Regions from separate parts of the Mus musculus genome. Here region 1 is linked to region 2. The links are chromatin contacts, called in public Micro-C maps. All regions are on one chromosome and are shown on one strand. Each heading gives the region's core, a stretch centred on a gene start, on an enhancer-like site or on the middle of the called end of the contact. The rest is flanking DNA. Distances are from core to core; before and after follow the strand shown. Region 1 overlaps Ppfibp2 (PTPRF interacting protein, binding protein 2 (liprin beta 2)). Region 2 holds the start of Syt9 (synaptotagmin IX).

Region 1 (5,476 bases), core at 1,313-3,812, 290 kb before region 2:
AGAGAGAGAGACAGAGACGGAGAGAGTGTGTGTCTAGGAACCTGGGAAAGTCAAATGAAGAAATGCATTAGGTAAGCAAACACTTGTTCCGCACCAAGACAAATGAAATGTACTTCCTGCCCGGAGTAGATAAAGACTTATCTTTCACAGTATATAATAAAGGTGTGCAGAGGCTGGGGAGCTGATTTGGAGTGATTCCAAGTCCCTGAGGATAAGGGAAACTTGTGCTTTCTGCAGAGGGGCTTAGTGCCTGTCTTTACTTTTGCTAGAGTCAGGAATGACGCCGCCGTAAGAAGTTACTTCTCATGAACCCCTACCTTACCTCCTGGGAGAGGTGGCTCAGATGCAGCAGGACAGACAGCATCCCCCGACTACTCTTCCTCAGCTCCTTCCTGATGCATCCCAACCCTCCCATTGCTGGCTAGAGCGTCCCTCCCTAGACCCTAGGGACTTCCAGCCCATGGCAAACCACAGATGATGGTGTACAAGGCTCCACCGTACCACACTGTGCGAAGTGCATCTTATTTCTGACTAATTTCTTTTAACTTCATGCCAAGTACAATTCTTGTTACACAGAAAGGATTTAAGCATTCTCAGAATGAAATAACGAGGCTCAAAACAGAGAGCTTAGCAAAAACTAATATTCTACTTAGAAAACAATAAGGGTGTAATCGCCTCTTTGCCTAGTAACTCAACTGGTGTCTGATGGACTAGGGGAAGGTGGAGAGGAAAGAAGAGGGAGAAAGCGGGGGAGCTCAGCAAAACCCCTGGCACTTTGATATGTCCAAAACCAGCAGCTCTTGCCTGAATCTAACTGTTTCAGCATGTTTTACTTCTTTCATTTCAACCCCCGAGTCCACGAAACTCACACTCCAAAGGACCTGGAGCAGAGCATGCACAGGAGGCTGGCAGGAAGGACTGGGCTGGGGAAAAGTGAGATGGTTGAACAGGGACTTTAGGTATCTACAACTCGGACATCCCCAGGGGCTCAGCCAGAGCTCCCTACAGAACTGCAGGTGAACCCAGTTACCCCACACCCACCTCAAAGGTCATCCTGGTCAAATAAATCAGATAAGCCCACAAGTGCATTCATAATATTCACAATACACACACACACAAACACACACACACACACACACACACACACACACACCCCTTAAGAGAAGCAGCCTGGCTTCATCTGGCCTGAGCTTGGGAATGCTCCTTCAGGGGGATGCAGGAGGCGTCAGGACAAGAGACAAATTCTATCACACTTGACTGCTATCTGTAGCATGAAAGTAGTTACAGACAATGCTAACTAACCTGTGACTGAGCTTCCCTTAAACCTCATTTATAAATGCAGAAAATTGATGTTTTTATCATTCCACGTCATAAAATAGTCTTGCGGGTTTTGATCAGTTTTTAAAATGCGAAAATCATTCTTAGCTGATCCAAGGGCATAATAAACAGGCAATAGGCCAAATACAGGCTCACCAGCCTCTGGGATAGCACCAAGCTTCCCCATCTATAATGAGTTGCCTGGGTTGGAGGGGCTTGTAGGGAAAATGCCAAGTTGGACCAGCGGGGTAGAAATGGAGCCTGGATTTAATTGCACGTTGCTAAGAAGTTTCCAGGGAGACACTTACATGGCTGGTCCCAGGACCACACCTGAAGTAGTACAAAATAAGAAACCCACTTCCAGAAGTTTCTCAGAGAAGTCAGAACTGAGAGAAGGCATCCTGTGGCTGGCCGCAGCAGTGCTGAAGGGGCAGAAGGCTCGGGGTTAGTCTATCTCACAGGCCTTGTTTGCGGGCTGAGGGTAAGTGGGTGTCTACATGCTTACACCCCAAGTCAAGGTAATCTGGCAACACCCCCTACCACATCCCCTGGGCCTGAAGCAGGAAATTCAGAGGGAAAGATTTATTTGCCGTTTCACCAGTGTTTGCACATTCTTGGCCATTTATAAACACTGGTTCCTGCGGGCTGGAATAGTCTCTCTGGTCAGGTCCTGAAAGGATCCAGATTGCCAGAATTTACTTGCTTAGTTAGGGAGGCAGGGGGAAAAAAAAAAAAAAAAAAACAAGGGAAAAAAAAGTAATACCATTAAATCTGCAGTAACTGAGAGTCCCTCAATGTTATCTGTGATGCCAGAAAAACTGTGTACATAAGCCCCCAAGGCACGAGACAGACACCATGTGGCCCAGGAAACGCCTCCTGGAATGTGAAGAACCTTCCTCCTGGGCCATAGCAAAAAGGTCAAGGAGCCTGGAGAGGTGGAACAAAGGAAAGGTCAAATGTATGCTCCAAAGCTCAGGCCTCAGCAGCCCGTCTCTCCTTCCCAGCTCCACAATGGACCCTGCTCTGCCAGCTATTTGTCCTCTGTTTCCTAAAGAAAATGAGAAAGAACTCTTGTTTTTGACAGACCCAGATGCACTGCTCAGCAACCTCACAGGAGGAAGAAAAAAAAAAATTCAAACTATTTTCTCTTATAAAATCTACTACCTGATTCCTAGTCCTTGGCCTTCAGACATTCCAGCTTTTGTCACTGCCTGCCACCTACTGGCTTCTCAAAGTACTGCACGTGAATTAAAGTATCACCACTGCACACTGTCCACTAGGCCCTGCCCAGCGATTGGGGTGGGAGGACACCGATCCCTACTTATGTCTGAGAGCTCACTGAACCGCACACTACACCTGCCATTGGAGAGGTATGAAACACAGACCGGAAATTAGCTCACATTAGCTGCACCTTTTTTGTTCTACAAAACTAAATATCCTCCTACCCATATGTGTATGCATATTTGTGTGTGTATTTGTGTGTGTGTGTGTGTGTGTGTGTGTGTATACACTGACAATCAAGCCCAAGACCACCTACATTCTAAGCATGCACACTACTATGAAGCTATAATCCACTGAAGGGCATCCCAATCTTCTCTTTTTTTTAAACCCAGAGGAAAGGTTTCCCTACAAATCTCCAGCCTGCAGTTTTGTACAATGTACAAAACAAAACAATGTAAAAATGTTCAGTATAAACATACCCAGACCTGTATTTTGGTCCTGCTGGAGACCGGTGACAGAGAAATGAATCCCATGGCTAGAGAAACCCAAGCTCACATGTTTTACAGCCAGTGAGGCCGCTTTCTCTCCTACCTCTCCTGAACCACCTCCAGCTTTCCAATATGGAAAACAGATTTGCTTCTTTGGCCAAGTGAAGAACTGCAAAGTGAATGTGGCGAAGAGAAAAGCTTTGTCTGAAGAACTGCAATGGAAGGAGCCACCATCAGTGACAAGACAAAAGCAGGCCCCTTCCAAGGCCTTTCTCTTTGTTGAAAGACTAGCTCAAAAGCTATGTGAGGGGGCCTGCATTGATGGGCTTAAGATGTCAGAGATGCACACATACCCTATGTGAGGCCTCCCAGAATGCACAGCTGAGGCAGGTCTTTGCACAGTTCTTAAGATGCAGGCCTCAGTTGAAACTCCCTAAACTGTTTCCACTTTGAAAACTAAGAAGTGTGGACTAAGACCAAGGCTGTTATTTTAAGGGAGGCCTGTTACCCCCGTCCACAGAGTAAAAATAAAACACTGGACAAAATACTTATCCACGAGGCTGGAAACACAGCTCAGCTAGTAAAGTGTTTGGCATACACAAAACCTACCATACCCACCACCACATAACCCTGGAATGGTGACATGGGCCTAAAGCCCTAGCACTAAAGAGGTAGAAGCGTGAAGATCAAAACTTTGAGCTAATTTATAGCTGTGCGGTGAGGTGAAGGTCTAGCCTGAATATGAAACCCTTTTCCATAATACATATATACAAGCATGCATGCATGCAGAAAGGGAAGGGAAGGGAGAGGGAAAGGGAAAGAGAGAGGAGGGAGGGGAGAGAAGGGGGAGAGAAGAGGAGCCAAGCTAGCTAGGCCAGATCTTGTAGATACCAAAACTAAACTGATATCACTTCCAGTAGGAAACTGAGTCTCAGGGTACAGAAGAGGACCAAGCATTGGCCTTTTAAAGTCCTTCTACCTCCTAACCCCACCTTGCCTAGGTTCAGCTTGCTTTCCCGGTCCTAGGCTAACTGACCTGGACACCTGCTGTATTACAAAGGAAAGCGTGGGCTCCTGGGGTGGAGGTTGGGGATGCGCATGTGCTCCAGTTCCAAAGAGAACAGCAGCCTCTTGGAGCAAGCATCTCTGCCAACCACTGGCTCACATCCTACAATCCTGCCTTGACTTGCCCTCGCTTTGCTGTTGCCGGGGGCTCCCCTGCTCCCTCTCTGACTCCATCTTGAACTTTCACCAAGGATCTCTTTGGCCCATAGCCATAGTATCCAAAGGCTATACCAGCTGCTGGCAGAAGAGGGGTGTATACAGAATGTTAGAGGAACAACCAGAGCTGCTCCATCTGGAGACTGCTGGCTCTGGGGCTCACATCAGCTCTACACTAGCAAACGTGCCTCTTCCCCCTAGTCGAACATGCCACTCTGGATGGCTAATCTCTTTAGAAGGCTCCACACACAGCCAAGCTGACCACATCAAGAAAACTACCCAGCCAACCAAGCAGGTATGGAAAAGTAGACACGCCCCTTGCAGACCACATGAAAGCCCTCTTGAGGTGCAGCCAGAAGTCTCAGAAGCATATCTAGTGGCACCAAGCCTTTCTTGCCTGTGCTACCTATCAGGCCTCTAAGAAACACCTCTCTTCTTGGCTTCAGAACTGTCTGGTGTGAAGCTCTTATATCTCTACCCTCTGAACAGCATCAACTTGTACATCAGCACAGCACAAAGAAAAGGAAGCTGCCCTATCTGGAAACCAACTCAAATTCGATCACAAGACAGACTGCTCCAGACTTTCAGGGGTTCCGGCTGCATCGTCTGTGAGCACCTACCCCTGCTTCTCGCTGTCCACCAAACATAAAGGACAAAAGTCCTATCTCCTGAAGGTAACTTTTCTGCTGCCTACAGGATAGAACTGAAGCACCTCCTTGAATCCCCTTTGCAGGCAGCCTCAGCATGCCTTGGACTCCAAGAAATTGTACAAAGGCCTTGTCAATCCACTCTCCATGAGTAGGCCCAGAATTCAGATATAGACACCAAGGAAATCCCAACCTCTTGTTCCTTGTTTCACTGGCCCCGGATTAGAGAGCCCTACATATGCCCTTCTAAGCCTAGAGCCCACTTCTCATCCCACACATTGCCAAGGGGCAGGGCAAGGGTCTAAAACACAGAGCTCTAGAAACTTATGGCTCAGCAGTGATTTATTGTGGCTAGGTCTGTTGCTCTTTGAGGCATCCTGGCAGAATATGACCAAGATTCTTGCAGGCTATATTTCTATAGCAGTGTTTCAGCCCTGCAGGAACAAGCCCTGTGCTCAGATATACCCAGCTATCAACTCTGATTCGGCAGGTCCAGGAGTGCCCTCTCCTCTAAGACATAAAGAAAAGGCAGGCCCAGTACTAGTCAATTTGTCCTCTTCTAATCAGCAGCCATGCCCCCAC
Region 2 (5,522 bases), core at 1,887-4,386:
CTTCCTGGTTTCTGGAACAAACCACTAACTTCACTCTTGCTTTTCTATATACAGTATCTTCTCACACAGCAGTCTGGCTGAGACTTCTCCAAAACGTCTAATGGTCGAATCTAATTCAGAGTAAAAAGCAAAGTCCTTCTAATAGTTTACAAGCCCTACAAGATCTGCCCTATCTAACCCTTGACCAGATTTCTTACCACACTCCACCTCCAGCCGCACCTGAAGTGAGTGTTTCTTAAGTGACAGCAACAATGCTTCTGCCTCCGAGCCTTCCACATGCTCTTCCTGGTGCCTCAAGTCCGCTGGCTTGTGAGCCTGTCTTACCCCATCTCTGAAAAGGGGGGAAATCATCCCAGATGCAGTGCCACTCTGCTGGGAATTGCTTGTTTTCTCCCTTTATAACTCAAATCTTTAATGGCGCTTGAGAAAACAGCCACCATGGGGGAGCCATGGATAAGCATCAGGCAGACAAGGCTGCAACGTGGCATTCGTGGGTTCTTTCACAGAAAAGGAAGTCACCCATTTACAGAGAGGACTCTCTGGGGACCCATCAGGGCAGCTGTCCATAGCTGTTCTGGGTCAAACTACCCAACAGCCGTTCACCTAGCATGCGCAGTGCAGCCTCTTCAGCCACTCATCTTTAGGGCTCAGAGATTAAGGGCACTCTTGGTTTGCACGAACAGCTTCAGAGGAAAGGACATGCACTCACGAGATGTATGTAAGAATTACTGTGAGCAAGGTGAGGAAGGGAGAGGGATGGGGAGGTCTGGACTGAGCAGATGTGCCCTGAAAGAGAGGGTGGTGTGTTAAATGCATCTTTGGCTATAAATTCCTCCCACTTTCTTAATTTCAGGGCCCTTCTCCTGTCTCAAGCTCAGGCTACTTCCTGACACAATGAAAAGAGCCAGAGGGGCAGGAGCTACCTCAAAGCCATGTGCCCTAGTTTAAGCAGAACACAGCTTTCAGGAAGTCAGGGAACAGCAAGACAGTCATTGAAAGCAATTTCCCAGTTCAGGAACCAGAGTTCCTCTTGTAAGGAGTATGCTTGGGACTCTTCCTTCAGGCCCACCCAGTGTGGAAACTGGGAGAGTCTAGGCACATGGGAAGCAGTCACTTCATTAAATGGAAGAGAGAGAGAACTGACCAGAAAGATGTGGCTTATTAAAGCCCAATTCAGAGACAGGCTGCATCCCCCTTCTCTTGTAAAGCCAAAGATGACAACTTGTCTGAGATAACAAGGAAAATCTGCTTCACAGGGGCAGGAACACAAAGAGAGGTGTCAGTACTAACATGAGCTTTGGGAAAAGTGTGTTAATAATGAGCTTGGTCCTGCTATGTAAGCACAGAACACCCCACACTCAGAGCATCTTTCTGGGATTCCTGGGGGGAGGTGAGGCACTTCCATTCATATCTGTGGTCTGTGGGGCACACGCTCATCCATCAAAGAGCCACTCAGAAGCTGGACAACCAAGCCTCCAGGGAAATCACTGCAATCTGTAGTTCTCCACTTAATTCTCCCCTTTGGAGTAAAAGATTGGAGATCATTTGAGAAATTTATTAATGTAACCATGAGCATGAAAAAAAAATAGATCCTCTGAGTACAGAAAAATGTGACAAACTTTTAACACCTGCCTTTGCCACACACACTGAGCATTGTCCTATTAAAGGTAGGTTGTTTAAATGGGCTCGTTCCTAGTTAAAAGTCAAGTCACTCTTTATCCTTTGTAAATGTATTTTTATAGAATGAACTGGCTTGAAATGAGAAATGCTCACATTTACTTGTTTGCACAGCAATTGCTTATTGCCAATGTCTGCACACAGGAACATCAAGGCAAAGGCCATTCTTTCATCCCTCTTTTAACAGTCTAACCATGATTTGCCTTTTAACATTTAAAACACTTAGACTGGAAAAATATTCGAGATTATGAGTCCTCCAGCCTAGAAGATGCTCAGGAAATATCCAAAAGGAATGAATGCATCTTTCCAGTGCCCAATGATGAGTAAGAAAACAGTAGGACTTGCAAACTGCTCAAATAAAACACCTTCCTCTGACCTTAATTGGTCAGATGCCAAAGTAAGCGAACTTTACAAAGTTAGGAGCCTCACAACTTTCACTAGGACAACTGCCAGCTGCAGCAAGCCCACCACTCTAGTGTGCCAAGCTATCACTGCGAGACAAACTGGGAGCCAAGGCCTCATTGCCTAAGCACCTTGAGACATGAAAGGAGAGGGTTCAGGCCCAGCCGCTCTAGTCGTGTGACTCTGGGGCCCGGCCCCAGACAAGATCTTGTCTGGTCCTTTCCACAGTAGAGCCTGGGGGGAAACTGGGCACTCAGGTTGAGCAGCTTCGGGTGGAAATCAGCCCGGCTGTGCCAAACTCCCAACTTCACAGAGTTTCCTTGGCTCTCAGATCCCACTCCCAGCTCCGAGGCCTCCGTGGCCTCGCCTGGCTCCCGGGCGCTCGCGAGTGAAGTGGCGGGCGCAGCCCCGAGCTCAGGAGCCGCCCCCAGGAGCCCAGCGCAGGTGGCGGGCGTGGTTCCTCCAAGCCTGCCCCAGCCCACCCTGGCTCGGCCTCCGCGCGGCAGCCTCCGCCCGAGTTCGCCGGGTTCCAGCATCAGGCCGTGGTGCGCTGGTTGTGGAGACCTACTTGGGCTCAATGGTCACCCATTGCCCTCCTCCAGTCTGCGTCGCTCTCCTGCCTCAGGCCCTGGCTAGGTCCCCAAGTCCCCATTTCAGGGCCCTCGAGTCGCGCCCGCCAGCGGCGGCGGCCGCGCTTACCTGGGTCGCGGAGCCGGGGTCTGGCACGGTCCCGCAGGTGGTAGATGAAATCTTGGCAGCTGTCGTGCTCCAGGGCCCCTCGGGCACAGAGCTCGGCCAGCAGCTGCAGCGCCTGGTGACAGAGCGCGTCCCTGGCCCCGGGCATCGCCCCCCCGCATCCTCGGACCGCGCCGGGCAGGCGGGCGCGGGAGAAAGCCCTCCGCCTGCCAGCTCAGAGCTGCCGCCGCCGCCGCCGCCACCGGCCGGTCCGCGCTCCCCACCCGAGCCGCAGCGCCAGCCGGGTCGGCCTCCCACCGGTTGCATGCAGCTCTCGGAGAGCCGCTCGCTCGGGCTTTCTCCGTCTCCCGCGCGGCCCCTCGTCCCTCCCTCGGCGCGGAGGGGAGGCGGCGCCGCACAGCCCAGCGCGCCTCTCCGCGCTCCGCCCGCTACTCGCGGCCGCCGGGGGCGGGGCCGGGTCAGGGGTGCGCGCCGCGGGCGGGGGTTTGCCGCGGCCGCCGCAGAGCAGGCGCGCCAGGTAGGGACCCGGGACGGGGGCGCTCGCCCACTGCAGGAGAAGCGCCTGATTCCGCTCCGGACCCTGCGCTGTGAGCGGCCGCGCCCAGGATCAGGAAGTACGAGCTGGTGCGCGTGCTAGACGCTCTTGGCACCCCATTTCTCCGCCCAGATGCAAACCTAGCATCCCTCAGGGCTCTGGAGCCACGCGTGGGTCCAAAGCACGTTCTCGGTTGTATGGAGCGAAGGCTGGAGGGTAGACTACACCTGCCGAGATCTCAGTACCTTCTTTAAACTTGGAAAGCGCGGTCTGAGCAGAAACCGCGGGCCCAGGGGTGTCACGCGCCCAAATGCGGGGTTTAGAGCCAAGATTTTCCAACAAAGAATGGATGCACAGCGTGATGGTGATTTGGAGAAGGTGGAGGCTCAGATAAGAAATGAGGACAGATGTATGGCCCTCCGGAAAGACGCTGAGGCTCACCTGGAGCTTTGCAGGTCCTGATTGGTTTTCTAAGAAGCTGATTGGAAATGCGAAGGTTGCCAGCATTTCCCTGGCACAGGAGACAGAGGATCCAGAATTTGTGGATGTTTGGAAAGACCTCAGTCACCTCTCATCTACCCATCTCTTCATTTTTTTAGGCACTCAGCCCAGAAATAACCACAAATTATTTAGCTTGTTTGTGTGCCCAAGGCACTGTGCCACAGCCTTTTGTATAGTTTCATTTAATTCTCTAGATAGAGAGCCTTAAACGTGTGTGTGTGTGTGTGTGTGTGTGTGTGTGTGTGTGTGTGTGTGTGATCTCCACGCTGCCACTAAAACAACAGACTCAAGAGAGGTGGTACTTGCCTAAGTTCATAAGAGACTTCTCCCCCACCCTCTCTCTCCCTGCCTCTCATCCACCCGCTCCTCTTTTTCTTTCTCCCTGATTCTCTTACATATTTATGTAATCCTAATGTCAAACTTCATTCTAGAACAATTAGCTAGGACTCTTACCCATAAGGATGTGCTGTCTAAGAATCATATTGCAAATAAGGAATATTTGCTCAACAGACAAAACTTGAAGTTGTGTGGTGAGCAGTGCTGGGTTTGGTGGAGTTTATATTAGAGTAATAGAGAATGGGCAGCTGTAGTTATAAAGGTAAATCCAGATAGCTGTGGAAAGGCACGTAGAGTCTATTTTGGGTTTCTATTTTTAGTTTGTTTGGTTTTTTTTTTTTTTCCCCACTTCCTAAACTTTTTCCTTTAAAACTAAGGCCCAGGGCTGGGGTGCAGATTAATTGGAAGAGTTGCTTATCTACCATACTCAAGGCTCTGGATTTCATCTAGAAACAAACAAACCCAGTATAGTGGCATAAGCCTGCAATCCGAGTGCTCTGAGGTTCAAGGTCATCCTTGGCTACATTCTGAAGTAGTCTGGGCAACACATGCCTCAAACAAACAAACAAAAACACCTAAGACAAACACAGCACACTGTGAAGGAGGGAACCAGCTGAGAACGAGCCAGTCCAGGAGACTGAGCAGGTGCTCTTCCAAAGGGGGGGAGGGTGGAGGGGGGACCACCAATGGCCATGACGCAGAGAAGGATGGTGTATGAAGAGGGGAAGTGCTTGTTCAAACCAATAGCAGTGTAACTCTTATGAGATGATGTCAGAAAGCTGAAAGCTGTGAATTCCGTTAGTAATAACTGGAAGAGATTAAAATCTGGTGATAGCCTAGACCAGACAGAAGCAAATGCTGACTTGGGAAACAGTCAAATTTGAAAGGCATTTTAAATATTAGGAAGACTGTAATGGATAGAATCTGAAAGAAAGAAAAGTAGCAACATGTGAAGAGGGGTGCTGGGTTTGGTAGCCCAAACTTGTAATCTCAGTCCTCAGAAAAGTAGAGGCAGAAGAATTCATTCAAGTTCAAAGCCAGCCAGGTCTTCATAGCAAGTTTCAAGCTAGCCAGAGATACACAGTAAGACTCAAAATATAAAACATGAAAAACAATTTGCACCCTAAAATAAAACAGAAAAACAAACCACAACATAAAAAACCCTCTGAAATCTCCCCAGATTCAAAAGCATACCTGGGACATATGTGGGTCTCTAGTGGCACATAGATGTTAGCCTAGAGCTGCATGACAGGGGTCTGTGGTCATTAATGGGAAAGAGAAAGTGAGTTGCCACATGGAAGGTTACTCCCAGGAGAGGTGGCTAGGAGATAACTCCAGCCTTTAAAGATAACTCAACAAGAGGATGAAAAGTAGC

Evidence for each region. A called contact is a pair of places that touch in the nucleus more often than the background predicts.
Region 1: a Micro-C map of embryonic stem cells shows a contact between it and region 2, with 2.4 times the contacts expected there. The contact joins the enhancer-like site here to the promoter of Syt9 in region 2. A contact is called at or near these places in 4 of 484 Hi-C or Micro-C datasets (Sertoli cells, cerebellum, cortical neurons and 1 more) and 2 of 115 datasets of contacts at active chromatin or transcription factors (astrocytes and embryonic stem cells).

The regions. Positions count from the first base shown.
Region 1 is chr7:107,658,462-107,663,937 of GRCm38.p6, reverse strand. All of the region lies in intron 3 of Ppfibp2 (PTPRF interacting protein, binding protein 2 (liprin beta 2)), which reads right to left. Among named protein-coding and RNA genes, the nearest start is that of Ppfibp2, 66 kb to the right of the region's middle. Within about 2 kb of position 2,562, at least 36 of the 459 cell types and tissues checked have an H3K27ac peak or open chromatin away from gene starts, as enhancers often do. A contact at or near this core is called in embryonic stem cells, where this site is marked.
Region 2 is chr7:107,368,404-107,373,925 of GRCm38.p6, reverse strand. It overlaps Syt9 (synaptotagmin IX), which reads right to left and starts at 3,136. Exons shown (of 7, transcript NM_021889.4): 1 at 2,779-3,136. The coding sequence starts at 2,923.